Linked DNA regions of Mus musculus: region 1 is linked to region 2. Evidence: chromatin contacts called from public Hi-C data. All regions are on one chromosome and are shown on one strand. The core of a region is the stretch at or near the end of the contact, and the rest is flanking DNA. Distances in the headings are between cores, read along the strand shown.

The links. Hi-C and Micro-C count contacts between places; a contact is called where the count stands out from the background.
Region 1: a Hi-C map of B cells shows a contact between it and region 2, with 6 read pairs. The contact joins the promoter of Cgas here to the promoter of Leo1 in region 2. A contact is called at or near these places in 1 of 39 promoter capture datasets (erythroid cells) and 1 of 484 Hi-C or Micro-C datasets (B cells).

Annotation. Positions count from the first base shown.
Region 1 is chr9:78,441,602-78,445,159 of GRCm38.p6, reverse strand. It overlaps Cgas (cyclic GMP-AMP synthase), which reads left to right and starts at 1,923. Exons shown (of 5, transcript NM_173386.5): 1 at 1,923-2,696. The coding sequence starts at 2,082. It also overlaps a transcript of Mto1 not described here.
Region 2 is chr9:75,440,148-75,443,547 of GRCm38.p6, reverse strand. It overlaps Leo1 (Leo1, Paf1/RNA polymerase II complex component), which reads right to left and starts at 2,024. Exons shown (of 12, transcript NM_001039522.1): 1 at 1,913-2,024. The coding sequence starts at 1,970.

The DNA of each region.
Region 1 (3,558 bases), core at 674-3,173, 3.0 Mb before region 2:
TCACCTACATTTGAAGACCAGGCATTAATCTGTTCACATGCTATGTATTCAGTGCAGAATCTTCCCTTTTCAACGAAGACATTACTCATAGACTCAGAACCAGAAAGTTCAGTTGTAGCCCAAGGACAGATAATAAAGACAATAGAAACCGAGTTTCTGTTTGGGAAGTCTATAAAACCCTCATGTGGAAGGTAGTTTGTTACTCTTGTATCAGCGTCCCCAGGATGGACCTCGGATTTATTGTTTGAGACAAGATCTCACTCTCTTATCCAGGCTTGTACTTCTGGGCTCAAAGATGCTCTGCTTAAGCCTCCAGAGCAGCTGGAGCTACGGACCTATGCTCCCACAGGTGATGCTAAGAGTTGATTAACTAGAAAGATTCACAACTAAAAGAATTACAATTACAGTATGGTTGTCGCAGTGAATTTTGCTCCTTTCAAAAATCATTGTTCAAACTTCATTCTCTCCGATGCTCATGCCTATTCCATACTCTATTGCACTGTTTTCTTCTTTTTAATTCCTCCTCCTCCTCACCCTCCTCCTCCTCCTCCTCTCCCTCCCTTCTCTTCTTCTTTTCCTCCAGATAGGGTTTCGATGTATAGCCCTGACTGTTTTAGAACTAGCTCTGTAGATCTCCAGCTTACTGCCTCTGCTTCCCTAGTGCTGAGACTAATAATGGAGAATGCCACTCTACTGGCAAGACCTCACAGAGAGGTCTCCTGCTCAAGTGTATTTCTGCAAAGTAGGCAGCGTTTCCATTCCCAGGTGTGTCTACTTGCCATTCAAAAGCGAATGCTTGTTAGACAAGTTCCCATTTTGAAAACTCATGTACAGGCATTGACAGGAAGGAGGGAAGAGAGTTGCAGGGTCAATAGGATGGCAGCACACTGATCGGTGTCTTTTTATTCAGGCTACATGTATCTCATAATATATGGTACATACACACGCGCGCGCGTGCGCGCGCGCACACACACACACACACACACACACACACACACTCACACACACACACACACACTTTACAAAAAGTTACACAGAGCAGCAATTTTTGAGCTTTATTTTAAGGGACACACAGGATTGCATAATAAGGTGTGGAATATAGTAATGTTATTATTATAACATTCTGATGTTAGTTGAAAACTAAGTGTTGTTCTGAGCCATGTAAATCTTCAGAAGACAGGTTTTTGTTTTTGTTAGCACAGTGGAAGGCAAAATGAGTTCCGCCAAGAACAACTTTAAAAGAAGCAGCCACTGTTGACGAGACCGACTTTAGAAATCGCTTTCTGAAAGTCTGCATTAAAGGACTACGGAATCTCAGCAGCCAAATCAGGATGGCTTACACCGTGCTGCTCATGAAACTCACACAGGCACTTTGAATATGTTCTTTAAGAGTCGGTGTGCTTTTTAGAAAGATAAGTTGAAATACTAATTCCAAGCAGTTAAATCTAACTTGAAAAGGTTCAGTGAGTTTCTATTTCTCATTAACAAGAACAGTAAATTTTGATTTAAAGTTTACATAAACCGGGCGAGGTGACGCACGCCTTTAATCCCAGCACTTGGGAGGCAGAGGCAGGCGGATTTCTGAGTTCGACGCCAGCCTGGTTTACAGTGAGTCCCAGGACAGCCAGGGCTACACAGAGAAACCCTGTCTCGAAAAACAAAAAAAACAAAAAACAACAAAAAAGTTTACATAAAAAAGTTGTTTATCAACTACAAATGTACGAGAGACAGTAGTGTCCTGAAACACATCTTGGTGGTAGGCGGCAAATCTAGCCATCTGAGCTGTCAGTGGTTTCCGCGTCTGTGCGGTAAAGGAGAGGTTTCCCGGCCAGTGGCTCAGTGGGTGGTTCCCCAGCTAGTGGCTCTGCTGGTCCCCACTGGTGAAAAAGTTCGCATCTCTTGGACCGCCTCTTCCTGGCGCTGACTTCACGCGTGCTCCTGCGCCTGCTCGCGGCGGATACTGACCGGCTACGTTCCCGCCATATATTTAAGTTTCATTTCCAGCGGCCACTGAGAGTTCCCCTTTTCGCGGCCTTTCTTCGAAGTCGATTTATTCTTTCCCGGACCGAAGAGCGGCAGATATGGAAGATCCGCGTAGAAGGACGACGGCGCCACGCGCTAAGAAGCCGTCCGCGAAGCGCGCCCCGACGCAGCCCAGCAGGACCAGGGCCCACGCGGAAAGCTGCGGCCCGCAAAGGGGGGCTCGATCGCGGCGGGCGGAGCGTGACGGGGACACCACGGAGAAGCCACGTGCCCCAGGGCCCCGAGTGCATCCAGCAAGGGCCACTGAGCTCACCAAAGATGCACAGCCCTCGGCCATGGACGCGGCAGGAGCCACCGCGCGGCCTGCCGTCCGGGTGCCCCAGCAGCAGGCCATCCTGGATCCGGAGCTGCCCGCCGTACGGGAGCCCCAGCCGCCCGCGGATCCCGAGGCGCGGAAAGTCGTAAGGGGACCTAGCCACAGAAGGGGCGCGCGCTCCACCGGGCAGCCCAGAGCGCCGCGAGGGTCCAGGAAGGAACCGGACAAGCTAAAGAAGGTGCTGGACAAATTGAGATTGAAACGCAAAGATATCTCGGAGGCGGCCGAGACGGTGAATAAAGTTGTGGAACGCCTGCTGCGCAGAATGCAGAAACGGGAGTCGGAGTTCAAAGGTGTGGAGCAGCTGAACACTGGCAGCTACTATGAACATGTGAAGGTGAGCGTCAAGACCTGCTGGAGGGGCTCCGGCCCCACTCCTCACTTGCCTCCTCAGCTGTTTGGGGGTCCCACACTCTTAGGGCCCCCCTCCCTTGGAACACCCCAGTCTTTTTTTTTTTTTTTTAATTCATCCAGTTAGCTCACAGCAAGCAATATTGATAGCTAGTTAGTTTGCTTTGGAGGGATGGGACAGGTGACCTTAAAGTAGTCGCAGGGGAGTCATCTTTATTAATCCTTCCCCAACTATAGCCTCTAGATTGAATCTAGTCCATCCCTGAGACTTTGGGACCGCCTGCAATTAGGGCAGAATTGTATACAACTAATTGGGAGAGGTGGCTGGGTACTCAAGTGAGGGTCCGTTGACATTGTCGCACCCCCTATGAGCGAACGTCATCTACAAGCCTACCTCTAATGCTCTTCGGAGAGTAGGCCCGGCTGAGTTCCTGAAGATGATGGTGATAGCTATTCTCTGCTAGTGAAATGAGCCAATTCAAGCCAAATTAAAATATATTAAGGCAGGTTTATTAGAAAGCTGCTCTTGGGCAGGTTCACTGGTCCTAAGAAAAAGGCCAGGGTAGTCACTGTGGGGAGGGAGACAGAGGGAAGAGGGAAGAGAGAGAGAGAGAAAGAGTGTGCCCACGCAGGGAGAGAGAACATACAGAGAGGCAGAGTTGGGTAGAGAAGGAGGAAGAGAGAGAAGAGAGAAGAGGGGAGAAAGGGAGAGGGAGAAGGAAGGGAGGGAAGGAAGGGAGAGAGAGAGAGCGAGAGCGAGAGAGAGCGCACAAAATGCCCACATTATATAGAGAAGAGCTGCTTCTGGCGGAGGGGAAGCCCAGCCCCTTGGCTGAAAGGTTCAGGGC
Region 2 (3,400 bases), core at 775-3,274:
ACAGAGATGTACCATCATGCCTGGCTAACAGTTCATTCTTTAAAAACATTAACAAAATTAAACCATTAGGCAGACTGTACAAGAAAAAAAAAAGCAAGACTCAAATTACTAAAGTCAAGAATGCAAGTGGGGATGACATTATAGACCTTACAGAGTCGATGATTATAAACCATAAACAATGCTAGAAACCTAGACATACTCCTTCTGAGGTCAAGAACAATATCTACTTCTGCAAGTCCCATTCGACATCATAAAGAGAGTACCAGCCATAGCAAGGTAAATAAATAGGCAAGAGAAAGAAACAGTACAACTATCTCTAATCACCATGGCATGGTTTCACATGTAGAAAACCCTAAAGGAGCCACAAAAACAATGACAGAAAACATATCAGCATCAGGATAGCATCAAGTCACAAGATCAACGTATAGCAGAAATAGAAAATAGGACGTAGTAGTACTAGCTGGAAGTGGAGGTACACATCTAACTAAGACCAGCACTCACTGAGGAAGTGGAATCGGGAGTATAAAGCCAACAAAGGCAACATACACAGCAGATCCAGTAGAAGAAAGAGGGGGAAAGAAAGGGAAGGAGGCACGCAGGCAGGTAAGCAGACAATCAGGCAGACCTACCAAGTTCTACCCTGTCACATCCGTAGCAACTTCAAGACTAAGAGCAGTTGTCAAAGACAGGACACCAGACCCTGAAAGTCAGTCTTGGAGAGTCCACTAACTCAATGGTAAAATGGAAGAAAACTGCCATGACCTTAAAAGAAGTTTTTAAAAGGGAAGAAAGGGGAGGGGAAGAAAGCGTAGAACTGCAATCATCTGTACACTCCACTTCCCTAAGCTATGGGTGGCTATGAGAAAGCACTACAGGTACATCTTACTAAACGACGCTTTCACCAGTGGATGCAAAAAAGCACTAAGCGTTAAGCACTAAGCTGGGGAGCGGGAACCTGTCTTCTCATGATTACATTCCCAACCCCTAGCAAGGTGGCCAGGAGATGATAGGGATCCTTGTTTACTGAATGAATGAAACGCTTCATGGAAAACATGGGAAGGTGTACACAGAATTGTGCCTCGAAGACACAGAGAATAAACTATGAGCAAAGCCGGGCACAGGAAGAGTTTAGTTCTCTGTACTTTTACTTAGTGCTCCCTCCACAACTGGAGTAATTACATACAAACTGGAGTTGGTGACGAATGGGGGGAGGGGCAAGGAAAATGACATGTATAGAAGTTAATTTGGGCCTGGGGGGGCTGCAAGAATTCTGAAGTTCATCTCGGATCTTTCCTCATTCTTCTATTCACATCTCAAATTCAGATATTCGTAGACCTGTGCCAGAAATGCCCCCCATGAACCATCATTCATTCATTCATCACCAAATCCTGTCACTCCTCTCCAAACACTCCACAAGTTTCCCCATTCTTACATCACAGACAAGGAAACTGGCTTTCCGCACAGGCTCTCCAAGGGCACCCATCGCCAGTGCGTAGTCCTTCTGTAGAACTCCAACCTGATCCCTCCCAGACCCTTCAGGGGCATCTACACTCTCCCATCAACTCGCCCTTTCACACGGGGCGTTACCGCGCCCGATGGGCAGTTGAACATGTCTCCACTCATTCACTGCCAGCCACCCTTTCAATTGGCCATGTATGCACGGAGGGGCGCAGGCCACACGTCCTCCCTTCTGCTCCCCCAGGAGTCCAGGCCGGTCCCTGATCCTCCAGGCACTGACTCCGCGGCGGTCTCCCCGGGAGAGGCGGGCACCGCCGGGCATGCAGGGGGCGCTGGGCAAGAGCTTGGGGACTTCGCGTTGCCCGGCGCCGCGCCTCCGGCCGAAAAGCAACCCGACGCCCCATGTGCCCATCCGCGGAGCTCGCCCGCCCGCCCGCCCGCCCGTCCGCCGCACCTTTGCGCTCGGCCTCGCTCTCAGCTTCGCTCCCGAAGAGGTCCTCCATGTCCGCCATAGCAGCTTGGTCCGCGGCCTTGGCTTGCTCGGCTCGAGCCTGCTTTACGGCCAGACCCGTCCAAACACGACGTGTCGTAAAGAGCCGCACAAAGACCTACTTTACTTTTGTGACCTAGTTTTCTCCAGCACTCGGCTGGCTCCGCCCCCACCCCCTCCACCCCCGCCCCGGTGTCTGCGCTCGCCCGCTACTCCGTTAGCCCGCTCGCACGCTGTGCGGAGCTTGGGATGCGGGTCAGACTTGTTTACGACCTGTCAGCTGCGGCCAGGTTTCTTAAAAATAGTTGAGGGTGGGTGTGGTCGCTCTGCTCTGGGGAGGCAGATCTCTGTGAATACCAGGCCAGGTTCGTCTACAAAGCGAGTTCCAGCCAGCCAGCCAGCATATGTCTACATACGTAGATCCTGTGGCAGAAGAATAAGAAATAAGTCATTGAGAGCTCTAGCCTGGAGTAGTTAGTGGTGCACGCCTGTAATCCAGCACTCTAGAAGCAAAGGGTCAGAAACCCAAATTCATCATCAACTGCATAGCAACTTCAAGAGCAGCGTGGGATCCTTGAGAACCCCCACCCTTAAAAAAAAAAAAAAAAAAAGGGCTGGTGAGATGGCTCAGTGGGTAAGAGCACCCGACTGCTCTTCCAAAGGTCTGGAGTTCAAATCCCAGCAACCACATGGTGGCTAACAACCATCTGTAATGAGATCTGACTCCCTCTTCTGGAGTGTCTGAAGACAGCTACAGTGTACTTACATACAATAAATAAATAAATCTTTAAAAAAAAAAAAAAAAAAAAAAAAAAAGACCTGGTGAGATCGCTTGTCGGTAAATGACTTGCCCTTAAAGACTAAAGATCTGTTTTCCGAAAATCCAGCACCTACTTAAACTCAGGCACGGCTTCCAACATCTGTAATCCCAGCTCTCAGGTCCAATAAAGGACCTTGTCTTAAAATACAGATGCTGGATGGTGGTGTCTAGGCCAGCCTGGTCTACATAGCGAGTTCCAGGACAGCAGGACAGCCAGGGCTATACATAGAGATTCTGTCTGGGGGAAAAAAAATAAAAAAAAGTAAGGTGCTGCCTGGTGGGGTGAAGAGCATTTCAAGAATACACTGGAAATCGGCCTTTGGCCTCTAGGCACATGGAAAGTAGCTCTGTACAGAGCTTGCCTATTATGAGTGAGGGTTCAAATTCAATCTGCACTGGGGAAAAATAAAAGATTTAGGACTAGAAATCCCAATATGGGAGGCTGAGGCAGGAAGACAACTGAGAATTTGAGGCCAGCTGGGGCCACAAAGACAGCCTGGATTACTAAGGATGAAGCTTTCAGTAGTATTAGGTTAGTTTCTGGCAGTATTTGCTCATTTCTGATCTCTTCTTTAAATTACATTTATTAAAATAAATTTATTTTTAATTTTATTTCTTTAAATGTGCATGGG